Regions from separate parts of the Arachis hypogaea genome. Here region 1 is linked to region 2. A link is a contact called in public Hi-C data. All regions are on one chromosome and are shown on one strand. Each heading gives the region's core, a stretch centred on a gene start, on an enhancer-like site or on the middle of the called end of the contact. The rest is flanking DNA. Distances are from core to core; before and after follow the strand shown. Region 1 has its middle 18 kb from the start of LOC112789787. Region 2 holds the start of LOC112789779 (tetraspanin-19).

Evidence for each region. Hi-C and Micro-C count contacts between places; a contact is called where the count stands out from the background.
Region 1: a Hi-C map of an unstated tissue shows a contact between it and region 2, with 3 times the contacts expected there. The contact joins the enhancer-like site here to the promoter of LOC112789779 in region 2. A contact is called at or near these places in 3 of 8 Hi-C or Micro-C datasets (leaf and an unstated tissue).

What each region holds. Positions count from the first base shown.
Region 1 is chr3:20,939,132-20,946,058 of arahy.Tifrunner.gnm2.J5K5, forward strand. No RefSeq gene overlaps it. Among protein-coding and RNA genes, the nearest start is that of LOC112789787, 18 kb to the right of the region's middle. Within about 2 kb of position 5,515, at least 3 of the 3 cell types and tissues checked have open chromatin away from gene starts, as enhancers often do.
Region 2 is chr3:20,640,663-20,647,900 of arahy.Tifrunner.gnm2.J5K5, forward strand. It overlaps LOC112789779 (tetraspanin-19), which reads right to left and starts at 2,313. Exons shown (of 6, transcript XM_025831821.3): 1 at 1,845-2,313; 2 at 1,253-1,352; 3 at 475-555; 4 at 253-357. The coding sequence starts at 2,014. It overlaps TRNAV-UAC (transfer RNA valine (anticodon UAC)), which reads left to right and starts at 2,379; the gene lies at 2,379-2,451. It overlaps LOC112789780 (a long non-coding RNA gene), which reads left to right and starts at 2,570. Exons shown (of 4, transcript XR_003196399.3): 1 at 2,570-2,744; 2 at 2,840-2,912; 3 at 3,323-3,473; 4 at 5,211-5,613.

The DNA of each region.
Region 1 (6,927 bases), core at 4,265-6,764, 300 kb after region 2:
TTTTAGATGTTTACAAAAAATAACTTGTATTATTTTATTATTTTAAATATGTTAAAAAATTATCAGCATAAATTTAAATAAATTTTAAATATATACTAAAAATATTTTATATGTTATCTTATTATTTTAGATGTGTCATGAATATAAAACTGTTACGGTAAAGCAACAACATAGATAAGTTCCTAATGCATACAAACAAAAAGGAAAATTATCAATATACTTCTACCTTTTGAAAATGCATCTTGTTAGTTGCTCAAGATTACTCCCCATCTTTCTTACACCTGATTCCATCTTCAAGCTATAATTTGTTTTTTGTATTCTCATCTCACCCATCTTTCATTCTTTGTTATTACTATACTCTCCCACTTTATTCGCTTAGTGAAGCATACACCTCCTATCTTGTACTTAACATCCACATTTTACATCATTTTACTCATATTCCCAACTCTGTTACGCACAAAAGTTTGCTCCCAACCAGCTTGATATATGCCTTCAATCCATCCCACAATATTATTATTCTCCACCACTATCACTATCTCTTCTTTAATATTCACCTCCTTCGAATAAAATTGAATCCCCTCATTTACTCCCGTTGTAAGAGTTTGTTGTAAATTAAGAAACAAAATTAAATTTGTTATGAAAACTATCCTGATTTTGTGAAAAAAAATATCAGTATATTAGAGGTGGTTATCATTTTTGTAGTGCTAAGTATAATTATTATGAAATTTAAATTAAATAAAAATAATAGTGGTTCTTGAAAAATAAAAAATATGATTAATTAAAAAATAAAATAATAATATATTAAATTTAAAGATCGAATAAAAAATGATATTTAAAAAATAAATAGTAATTTATTTATTTTAATCCGACATTTATCTTATGATATATACTATAGTAAAAAAATAATAAAAAGATAAAAATTCTCTTTCATAAAAAAATAGATATTTAAATAAAAAAATATATTATTTTATAATTATTATATACTCTTATACATTTTCTCTCAGAAAAATATTTTTTTCATAATTATCCTGATCTCATATATACCTTTGCATGTGTTGTTTCTCTTTTTTGTAAGTATTGTCTAGCTGTCTTGTTTGGGTCTCCCTCTCTAACTTTGGAATTTATATATAGCTTACCTATAAAAAAACATAATAATAAAGACCATCTAATTTTTAAAGTGGTCTCAGGAATTAGTATAGTTTACTAAAAGGGTAAAATCCTTCGTGAGATTTTAGTTGCATTAATACGTTTTTTAGATTATCAAAAATACACTACATTAGTCCTTAATCATTTTTTTTGTCAACAGTGTGTATGTTAATGTGATTTAATAATATGGATCATTAATAACACATATTATTTTATGATGTAATCACGTATAATTATACAATAACAAATTAATCAATGATATATGACATGATGATGTGAAAAGATATATCACATATCACAATACTATTTAACATGTGTCAGATTGTACTATATATATTATAGTATTATTCGTTTATATATCATCTACTATGTCGTTGTTATAGATATACTAAATTAGTTTTTAATTTTATATTGAATGATTTATTTTAGTTTCTAAAATTAAATGTCTCAACCAAATTAATTTCTTCATCATTTTTCTAAATTAAAAATTATCAATATTTTTAGATGCACTAATTTCACTTTTATTTTTTCATATGCCGTTCAAATATAAGTACTTTTATAAAATGTTTTTAAATTTTTGTTTTAGTTATACATTTTTTTCTACAATAATTTAACATTAATAAATTTTATAATATATAAATATATTATTTAAAAAATTATATAATTAATCAAATACACTTTTTTTTGTTTTTTCAAAAACACGCGTGTTTTTTTAAGAAATTAAAAATTAAAATATACTATTTTTTATCTTTTGATTTCTACGAAATACATATCTTTTAGACTTAAAAAATATATTTTTTAAATTAATTATATGATTCTTTTATTAAATATCATAATCATTATTATAAGGTGTATTTGTAGCCAATTGTGTGTAAATAGACTAAGAGAAAAAGGCCAGAGATAATAGTGAAAATATTTGAAGTGTCTTCATATATTCTAAGGTGGTGGTTGAAGATATTTGTAAGAGACTTTGATGTCAAATTAATTTGAATTTAAACTAGTTTATATGAGAACTGAGTTGAAAAATACGTGAATTTGTTGAGATATTTATAGAGAAAGATGATGCTTGAATTGATAATCTTATCTAAAACGAGTGTATAATTTCTTTTTTTATTGTATGGAAAGTTATTTCACATTGCATATTTATTAGTATTAAATTATTATGAAAAAATTTGTATGATTAAAACTAAAATTAAAAAATATATATATATAAAATATTTGTATTTAAATAATATGTAAAAAATAGAATTAAAATTAGTGCATTTAAAGATATTGAGAATTTTGAATTTATAAAACAAATAAAAAAATTAGTTAAATAACTAATTTGATACATGATATTTAGTTTCAAAAACTAAAATGAGTTATTTATGTAAAGTCAATGACCAATTTGATGCATATACAATGATGATATAATAAATGAAACATAGACGAATAATGTTGTGACACGTGACACAACTTGATACATGGCCAAATAGTATTATAGCGCGCGGCACATTTGTCTATGTCGACATGTCACATGTCGTTGATCAACCCGTCATCATATTATTACATGTGATTAAACCATGAATTGACATGTGTCGTTAATAATCTACGTCATCAAATTACATCAATACACTAGTAACAAAAAATAGGTCAGAAATCAACGTGATAGTACACTTTTGTCTATCTCAAAAATGTATTTAATATAATTAAAATTTTAGAATAATTTTAATATACAATACCAATTTTAGATATCACTTTGGAATTTAATCCTGCTTATTGAAAGTTGTTATTTTATTAATGTAAAAACGTTTCCAATAGACATTCAACTATATGTTATTATATAAAAAAAATTGCCTGAGTAAATAATAATGTAAGTTTCGAATTAGATGATAATTAGTACATTAACAATTAAACTCAACAAAATTAACATTTTAAGGTTAATATAATCTTAGACTCTGACACATGACATTCTAATGCGAGATGATATGAGGGTTTACCAAAAAGGTAAGAAAACTTTTATCCCAAAAATAAATAAATAAATCAAGATGAGATGAAAGAAATTAGAAATTAAAGATGATCCAAAAAAGAAGTTATGATGTGTGTCAACACTAGAAGACAATCCAACAAAGAGTAGTGAGTTAGTAAGCCAGAAAAAATGACGGACTAGAATATATTATCAGTCTCCTAATTAAGTTTGCTATTCATCACAATTATAGTATTTTGGTGGAAAAAAATGAATCCAAAGCAAATGGTCCAGAGAATAAATCACAAAAAATGGAAAATAAAAAACCCCACACAAGGAGCAATCAAGCAGTCTAGTAATAATGGTTTATTTGAGTAGTATATATGAGATCTTAAATGAGAGAGAACAAACTTGAAAACTACAATAAAGGTTTCAAGATGAAAATTTTATCAAATTTAGTAAATTCCAGTGCGGTGTAATCCAACGCCACTTTTCTTTGAAAAATTACAAGTCCAAAGATGTTGATAGAATGCTTCCAAGAACTAACCCAAGAAATTAAAGACATTCCAAACTGATAATCTTATTTATTTTTTGATGTCTTCCAAACAGACATTAATAAAGTAACGTTTCATTAGATATAAAATAAAAGTTAAATTCTTTAAAAAGATAAAGGAAATTGAGTAAAGATAAGTACAAAAACGCATTCCAGAATCATCAAATAAACCATATGGCTTCATGTGTCAGCTAGCTAGTGTCCTTTTCTTTTTTCAAATAATATCAAAGTAGCATGGCTTCATGGATAAGATCCTGTGATCATCATCCACTTGACCGATCATTGTTAATTAATTAATTAGATATTATTGGCCGGTAATTGAATTTTATCCAAGGGAAGTAATAAACTCTTACGCAACCAAGTAATGTGATTAGCTGTCCACATGGTCCACATAAAAAACATAAGAGTTGTTGATCCTGATGGAAAATGAAATTGTTAATTTTGTTGACCATTGTAAAACATGGAAAGAGAAATTGAAGAAAATGCCTGAGTAACTATTCATAGTGTGTTACTTTAAAGTATTTCTAATATTCTGTTTCAGTTTAATTTTATTTTAAATTTTATAAAATATTATATTATTAATATTTGTAAAATCACATATGATAAATAATAATTTAAAATTAAATATAAAATTTATTGTTTTAATATTTAGTTTAAATTTATTTTAAATTTTATATAAAATGATAAAATTTACAATTATATTAAATATACATAAAAGATTAACTATCAAATTAATTATTTATATAAAATATATATTAAAATATAAATATATATTAAAAATAAATTATATGTATTTATACATAAATACATTAAAAATTATTAATAACTTAGAAAAAAAGGATTGAATCTAAGACAACTTTTTAATTTAGTAACTAAAACAGATTGAATCTTAAATGTTATAGTGTCTGTTAAAATAATTATGTAGGAAATTTTTTATTTTTATCTCATAAAAATAGAATAAAAAATAGAACAGAAAAAAAAAACTTGTACCATGTATATCCTAATTTAGCCACTTAATATAATGTGATCTACATCTAGTTTTTACTATAACAATGATAGAATTTTTATTATAGTTTTTAGAATTACATACATTAATTTCTTAGGATTATTTCTAATCCTATCAAAGAACACATAAGTTTCTTACTAAATTTGTAACCATTAAGCTACCTAATTTAGATTTTAATACTAAGTACTTTCCAAACTTAGTAAAGAGAACCTGGCAAGTTCATGACAAAAAACAGAAAATACATAAAAAAGATTTGATACATTCAATGACTTTTTTTACAAGTATATCTCTCTTTGTCTTTTCTCTCAATAACTTTACTAATGCCTCACATATTTGTCTTTATCATTAAAACAAAAAAAACTAAACTAAAAAATAACATATTCAATGAACAACATACAGGAGAAGATAAATATAACAAGAATGCTATAAAAAAAAAATCAGATTTAGTGCTCTTACTCCTTACCTTTAATTCTTGATTGAATGCTCCTTTTATATAAGTGCATTGCTTCTAAAACTTGAAGTTGTTCTTGGTGACAATTGTTGAGCATCAAGGGCTAAAACATGATTGTATTCTCCTTCAAAAAATGAATACAACATAAGATTAGTGGAGGTGCAAAATGACAGAGAAACAATGTTACAGTGACAGAAGATCATGGGCAGGAATGTGCTGTCTTTGTTGTTTCTTTTTCTTTCTTTTGTGGGTAGCAAGTTGTCCTTGGTTGTACAAACCAAAACTGCACCATTTAATTTTTTTTTTTTTTGGCTCCAAGTTTTGTTAATTTTCCTCCATCATACTTTGATGTAAATGATTTGGTGCCAAAGATGAAATAAACACACTTTTTCTTCTTGCTATGGGCTATACTCGAATATGAAATGATGGACTAAAATGCAGAATACTTTTGTTATTCCTGTCCAACTTATAGCTGCAATGCCCATTTAATTTTGTCCAAAACTGATCAATGTTTTTTTTGTACTGAGCAACTTTTCTTATTTGGATCTACATAAATAACATTCATCAAATACCATTTGAACTTTTAAACCCAAACACTTATCGACCAAAAAAAAAAAACCCAAACACTTATATATTTGTCATCATCAAACTAATATTATAACCAATTTGGGTTGGTCGAGTGGTCAGCTCACTTATCCGCTTAAACAAGTGTCGGGAGTTCAAATTTCACCTTGTGCATGCAGCAACCCATTGGCCAGCGGCAGACCCTTAATTGAAGCTCAGATCCGCAACGGATTAGTTCTTAACGTGTCGAGTTGGGGATACTGTTTGGGTAAACTAAAAAAAAAAAATCAAACTAATATTATTATTTTTTAAACTTAACATAGACGGTGACTTATTTTTTGTGAGCATATAATATTTTTAAAAATTTAATAGATTTTTACCAAAGTAAAAATGTCTTTCTAAAATGAAACAAGTTTTATTTTATTAATTGTCTCAATCAAAGAATTATTAAAACCATTTTGCTTTATACACACGTAAATTTTAAAACCTTAAAACCATTCTATTAGAGTTATTCTTAATATCGTTAAAATTATCCATAGAGGTTTTGGTTTCAAATCTTGATAGTTTGAATAAATAAACATAAATCCATACCATTTGGTTAGGTGTGCCATGTGCTATGTTATATTAGGTGGATTTGTCATTAGATGTGTCCTTCAATGGTTTCTTGGCTCTTTGTTGAAATGAGTCTATATTGACCTATATTTTATACTGAAAGATATTTTCCTCCTTTGTCGTTGCTGTGATCAATATTCGAACTTCGAAAATTATAAAGTTTCTACAACTAAGTTCAGAAGAGGAGTTGGATGATAAACCTCCGAATATAATTATTTTTTTTTTTTGTTAAAAAAACGGGGCTAAAGCCCAAGAAGAGATTACAGAGAAGAGGTCATTCGGGGTAACAATACTCCTCTTAAATCATCAGCTAAGATTTGTTTAACACCTTAGGGGGTTGATCTAGAAAAAGAAAATTTGGATGCATGCTTATATTCTCTTTCTCTTTCGCAAGCTAGTCCGCCAGTTGATTGCTTTCTCTGAAGTTGTGTTTCAATACTACCATCCAATTTTGATCTATACATTGAGCAATTCTCCGAATTAAAGGGTCATGGTGATATTTGCTTTTCTCTCTAGCATTGAGCATCACTGTTACTGCCTTTGAGTCTATTTCTACCATCACTTTTTTAAACCTTAAGTCCCAAGCAATGTTTATGCCATGTAAAACTCCTCAAAGTTCCGACTGGTATGCAATGCACACTCATATATTA
Region 2 (7,238 bases), core at 1,063-3,562:
ATCAGCTGATCAGGTACCATTGAAGGATCTTAAAAAACGAAAAAAAAAGAAGATACCTAAAGATCCATTTAAAAATAAAATAGGTATCCAGGTTTTGCTGTCAGGAAGAAATAACTCAACAAGCAAGTTGAATTCATGTTTCTAAGAAAGAATAAAGCACTTTTTCAAACATTTATAAATAGGAAACATCGGTAAATGCATCTTAAATTGTTGTCGTTGCACGCACACGCACACACACGGAGGGAAATTTACCTGCAGAGCAACAAGTGACAGACCAACCCATTTGCACATCTCAAAGTTTGATTTTACGAATTTCTGGAACTGATCAAAGTTGCCTGTGGGGTCGATTGGAAAGTCCTGATTTCAATTGCCAAGTTAAAATGGTTCAGACCATAACTTAACCCATTGAATTTGTTACTTCGAGAAAGAACTACATGTGTATTGAATTATCGAAGTGTTTCCATGTATACATACCTTCTCCCAGTCTGAGTGTAAAAACACATCAACTGCTAATGAAGCTTCCAGCATTATAAGGATAACCATGAACACCATATACTGTAAGCAGTCAAGGTCAACAGTGCTTTAATGACATAATGATATCATAATATGAAATACTTCTAAAATTAAACACAATATTACTAGCTTGCTGCTGTCTAGGGCTGTTTGAAAGGTCAATTCAAGGGGGGAGAGAAAGAAATCTTTTAGTGCGCTTTCACTCTCAATGTTTTTGTTTTCTAAATATTGGGAAGAAAAAAGTGAGAACAGTGATTATAACAAAATCTTTTCTTTTATTTTCATGTCCTGTATTCACCTTTTTCCTTTATAAAATTCTGAAAATAGAAAACATTTTTAACTTTAGGATAAGTACCTTTTATATAGATCATGAATGATCCATTATCCATACAATAAATAAATAAGACTCTTTTCAATAGAAAACATGAATTGGATTTGGGAATTCAAGTACCTTAAAATTTTCTTAGTTCTGCCCATAGTTACATGAATTCACTAATTAGGTAGCGTACCGGGTACCAATTCATCTACGTATTGGAACGTCATATGTATATTTTCCACATAAAATATTTTACATATGGCGTTCCACATACTGCATACCCGTTCCCATACCAGAATATATTGCGTTGCATGTAACTATGGTTCTGCCTTGTCTTCTATAACCTCATGCTGTGTCTGATGCAAACATGAATATGCATTCATCATGAACCGAAATTATTAACAATAGTCAAGAAAAGGATACCATATACAAGCAACAGCCATTGGCAGTTTCAGCAGCAACATGACCAGTACAGGTGATCATACAGAACACAACTCCAAGGAAAAGAAATGTGTAAATGAACCTGATTGTGTTCGGAAAAAAAAAAACCAAGCAATTTGATCACCAACAAACAATCAACACCAAAAAATAAAACAAAACAAAATAAAATAAAATAAAATAAAATAATCAACATAAAAAAAACTCCGTGTGTTCAGACAAGGAATCAAATAATGCAAATTTTAGGTTCCAAAATGCAGCATCCCTGCTCAAAAAATCCTGCTTGCATGTAAAACTCTTTAATCACCAAATCCCTTAATTTCCAAACTACTAGGAATTCAACAGCCTTCTCTCCCATGCAAAACAAAAATCCCCAATAATAAGCAATTCCCCTACCCTATTTAATTCCTTGATTTCCAAAAATTTCATCTTCCATCCAACAAATCAATAATAAAAGTAATTAGCATCCACTAACATCACATTAACCAATCTCTCCTTCCCTCTGTGCCCCCTTCCCAACAATTTTATCTTCAATGGACAATCAAAATCTAAATTTAAAGGGAATTTTATAATTTACCAGGGAGGTGGATATTTAGAATCCGAACCAAATGGAAGCTCACCCATCTCCCTCTGCCAAATCCTGATCATCCACGCAGAATAGAGAATCATGGCTATTCCAGCCATTCCAATAAACGAGTTGACCATCTTCAATATCGATTGAATGCAGCTCCTCAGAACCCTCACCATTTTCCCTTTTATTTTTTTAATTTTCTTTTCAAAATCACAAAAAAAAAACTGGAGAATAATGAAATAAATCAAACAATTGAACCCCCTGAACAGAGTAAATTAACAAATGCAAAAAACTTTTTCGATAAAATGCAAGGAACCCTAGAATTTCTAGGGCTCTAGCACGTATAGATTTCCTAATGGAACAGCCAGGTTGGTTTCTTTTCTTTCTCTCCTTCTTTCTTCTATTTTTCTTTTTCTGTTTTTGTTTCGGCTGATGGATTTTCCTTCGCTGATTTTTCGATTATTTTTGTGGCCTTGAATTTTTTTTATGACGTGATAATTACTTTATTATATATGTTTTATTAAACCCGGAGACATGCAGGTTGCTGTGGTGTAGTGGTTATCACGTTAGTCTTACACACTAAAGGTCCCCAGTTCGATCCTGGGCAACAACAATTATTTTGTTTTTATCTCAAATTCCTTATCTGCTGTGTCCATTTGTGTCAGCGGTCATAACAATTTTCTAAAAAAACGCGCCCATCCTTAAAATATTTTGTTTTTTGAATTCAAACCATTCACTCACACACTCTCTTAGCCATTTGAGGTAGAGCAATTGCCACCGAAGAAGAAATTTATTGGAAAGAGGGGAGAGGAAAAAAATGGAAGAAGAAAAGTAGAGAGGGAGACACGAAACAGAGTAACCGTCTGCTATTCCCCGTGGTCACCGCCGGAGAGAAAACCCTAAAGAGTTAAGTGTTTCATCTTCACACCAAGTGTATTTTAGAATTTACGTATCACATTATGCTTTCGATTTTTAATTTTGAACTGTTTTGACCACTTCAGGAAGCTCGGGGAATGCTTTTTCTCCGTGCCATCTCCGCTGTCGTCTTCATCTGGGTTCTCTATGTTGGAAAAGGTTACTATTTTCTATTCCTGTCTCTTGATCATAGTGTTGGATTGTGATTACAGTTGTTTTTCATGTCTCTAATTTATTAATAGTCTACTTTATTTTGGCAGAATTATTCGGGATATAATTCTAAACCATCAATAATGCATTCACCGTATTTTTGCAATAGTGGCGCTATCTACATACGTTCTCCATGTTTTTTAAATTTTCCATTTTTTCTTTGTTCCCTGATGTGGTGTTGCTTTCTATGAGTTGACCACTTTTTAGATCAACTTCTAATGCAAACTCTTAATGCTATAATTGTTGTGGTATTTAGATGATAAGGTTGACAAAATAACCGTTTTAGTTGTTTTAAAAGTAAGCTAAAAATTATATTTAAGCATGTCTTCTTGACGAGGAAAACCAAAATGTTGATCCAGATTTGAGGATGGCCCCTATGGTGCATAAGATGTCATTGGTGGATAGAATGCTCTTAGTAGCGGATGATTTATTTCATAAAAATCCATACATTCACGCTGCATGGCATCTTGCAGCCACAATTAGTGTCAGTACCTGCAACAAGCTCCTTGAGTACGTGTTCCTCCACTCGGTTCGATTCTTAGTTTCTATTTAAACTTATTGTTGGGATAAATAAATAAATATGCATTGCAGCTATTTTGTTTGTGCTTAGTAGAATTATCTCATATGCTAGCTGATCTTCCATTCAAGCATTTTATATTTAAGGCTTCAATTCAATTTTTCATGTTGTTTTGCTGATAGTTAAAATAAAGATTACTCTGTACAATTAACACTTAGGATCACAGATAAAATGCTTTATGGGTTTTTAAATAAAATACTCAAATTTATCCAACACAACTATTTTTTATCCCTCATTTTATTGAAGTGTCTTAGATAAATATATATTTTCTTTTTGCTTATCTTGCTTCATCATGGAAGTGTTTATTTATTGTACTCTTGGTTCTTTAAAAAAGTTTTATGCTCTTTGGAAGTGTGTTGAGTTTTATTGCTTGATTGTGCTAAGTAGTACTACTACTATTCTGAAGTTGAATCATTCTAAATTAAACTGAATTTAGTCCTGAAGACATGAACAACCAAATGGTAACTTGGAAGTTTAGGTATTTAGATATACTAATATGTACATTATGCTTGCGGTCAAGAATCATGTAACATATGTTATTGGACTTATAAAAGTAATAGAAGGTTGAGGACAATTCTTTGACTGTTGTTTTCCATGATGAAGGGATGGCTACAAATAAATCCATGTATGTACAGACCAAAAGCACTAGATTATTTTCATCCCTTCATTTTCAATCAATTTCATTTAAACAACAAGCCATGCAGAGTCTGTTGAATCATGTTGAATGTGAAGGCCATTGTTTTATTGAATGAATAGATTCTCCATTTTGATGTCATCTCAAGTTCTCCTTGTATTCTCTTTGCTAATAGCTACAATATTCATAGAAGGAGCTGCTGGATGATATGCCTTTTTTACTACCCGAAGTTATGTCTTATTCTTTTATAATTGTTAGTTGATGGTAGTTTCTCTTATTATTCTACATTGGCTTCTATCTATATAATTTTATGCTTTCGAGTGTAATGTGTGTAGTATAATTTTCTGTTTATTTGAGAAATTTTCTATGTAAAGTATTTTATAAGTGAATGATAGCTAATATGAACTTGCATAATGCATTGGCTTGGACATGATAACACTTACAAAACTACAAGGAGAAATAGTAGCTATATCATCTATATCTTGCTCTCTTTTACGTAATAATTTCCCTATGAGCTGTGGGGTGAGAATTTGGTGATGAAGAGAGATGTATGATGAGTGCGGTTATTTTGTTGTGTTCGGGTTATTGTTTTGTGTTATTACTTGCGTTGTCGAAGAGGATAATCATGTCATAGTTTTATATAGGGTCGAGCTCTTTACTAACAATTTAAAAAAAATCAATATAATAAAAGGAAATTAGTTATTCAATCTGTGTAACATGCAAAAAACTTTACTATTCATATATAAAATCCTTTGCTATAGATTAAGGAACCAAAAGATAAAACAGATTTGCATTCCCGCGGGAAACACCCTAGTATATCAAACAGTAGTAAAGACACTGAAATTTCAATCATGCCTTTGTCTCGGTTCGTGTCAACTGAAATGCCTTTGTCTGCATTAACACATTAATGCTTTGCTATAGTGGCATGTAAATTTACAAGGTTTAAAAAGTAAACTTATTTATATAGGGTCATACCAATTTGATTAAGTTCTATTAAAAACTTCATTTCAAAATATCCTTTTTTTTTCTTGTTCAGTCTACTTGAATTTGAATTTGAAGGTGGTGGTTTTGAAGAAATGAAGGGAAAATGAGGAGCAAGCTGCTGTCTCTTATTACAGTTCTTTGGGGACTTGTTTTTGCATTGGAACACACAGTTATACTACATTTAAGGATATCTTGGGTAAGGTAAATTTATAATCAGTAATATGAGTAAACATTTTGCATTTATAGAGGCCATGGCTAGCCTCTATTGGTTTTTTGGCATTCGGAAGTGATAAATTTCAGCATTTATTTTAGGATGAAAATGAAAATTGACAATGCTAATCTTATCTTAGTCAGGTAGATAGTTTCAAGCTTTATATTTTTTCTTTTGGTCTGTCTTTTTAATGTACTGTAAATTTTATACTTGCAATTAATTATAAAATATGTATATTACAATCTGTCTCTCTAAGTCTCTATTATTTGGTATTTTAAAGTTGAGTTATAGTATAAGTTTCAGGTCTGCAAGGATTCAAAATTGTTTTCCTTGAATCGAGAATCCCAAGATTTATACCCACTATACTCTCACATCGGGTAGATATAAGAAAAGGAGAATCCTTATAAGCCTCTGACTGTGGTTTTCTGTTCGCCGAGCTGTGTAACGATAGCTTGTGACCCATGTGGGGGCAATTAAGGTGATGGAACAAGTGCTTCTGGCCTGCGAGGTTGGGCTTGCAAGGGCAAGTTGTTGGCCTGCCCACTCCAAGTTGAGAGTTGGGCCCGGTAGTCTGGGCGAAGGCCCAAGCTACTTGGCTCCTAGAATGGAGGGCAATGCGTGAGGCTGGTTTAACAGAGCAGCGACCACTTCCTTCTCCCAACAGTGGAGGGATCACAGGCCGAAGCTCCTCTGGCCCAATATGGCCTGGTGGGCCTAGCAATCTTGGACCATCATTTTTAAATTTTCATGCTACAATGTTAGACCCAAAAAAAAAAAAAATGCTACGCTCTTTACTTGGTTTTACATTTGTTAAATTATACCTGCCAAAAATAAAAAATAAAAAAAAATCTTTATTCTTTATACCTTGCTCTCACTCTAGGAATATCATATACTTCATGCTGGTTACTCATAAAAACATATTTATTTATATACATAACATAAGCATAACGTACATTATTTAATAATACACCTTGCCATCCCACTCACTCATTAAAGAAAATTTTCATGCTACAATGTTAGACCCAAAAAAAAAAAAATGCTACGCTCTTTACTTGGTTTTACATTTGTTAAACATAATCTTTATACCTGCCAAAAATAAAAAATAAAAAAAAATCTTTATTCTTTATACCTTGCTCTCACTCTAGGAATATCATATACTTCATGCTGGTTACTCATAAAAACATTTATTTATATACATAACATAAGCATAACGTACATTATTTAATAATACACCTTGCCATCCCACTCACTCATTAAAGAAAGCATCTTATTATTATGTTAAACCAAACTTTTTACTCAACTCGTCACGAAGACTATAATTGTTCTTGGAGCACAGCGGTAACAGAATATTAACAATGACTGCTGATGAACTTGAGTGCAATGAGAGAAAATTGAAAAAGCTGTTTGGTTGACCAAATGAAAATGCTCCTAAGTTTTTTCACTAAAGTCAATAGAGCCATCCACAATTTGGTCAAATCTATTGGGGCTCGAAGATGGATAATTGGAAGAGACGGTGGAGTTTTCTGAGAAGATATTATGCATGCAAAAACAAGTGATAGTTATTTAGATAACTTAAAAATCATATTTTGTGTGTTATTTTTAAAAGACAATATGTATGTAGAACTAGTGGTAGACTTTCAAGTATCGAATATATTGGAATTTACACCAATGAACTCAAAAATAGGGCTGCACACGGATCGGATCGGATCGGATCGGATACGATATCCGCATTTTTTTAGGTCGGATCGGATATTGGGTATATCCGCATAATTCAAAAAAATTATTTTAAGATTTTATTTGGCTCTTTTTACAAAAAAAATATCCAGAAAATTCATTTTTTATCTGTTTAAGTTTATTTATTCCTAAAAT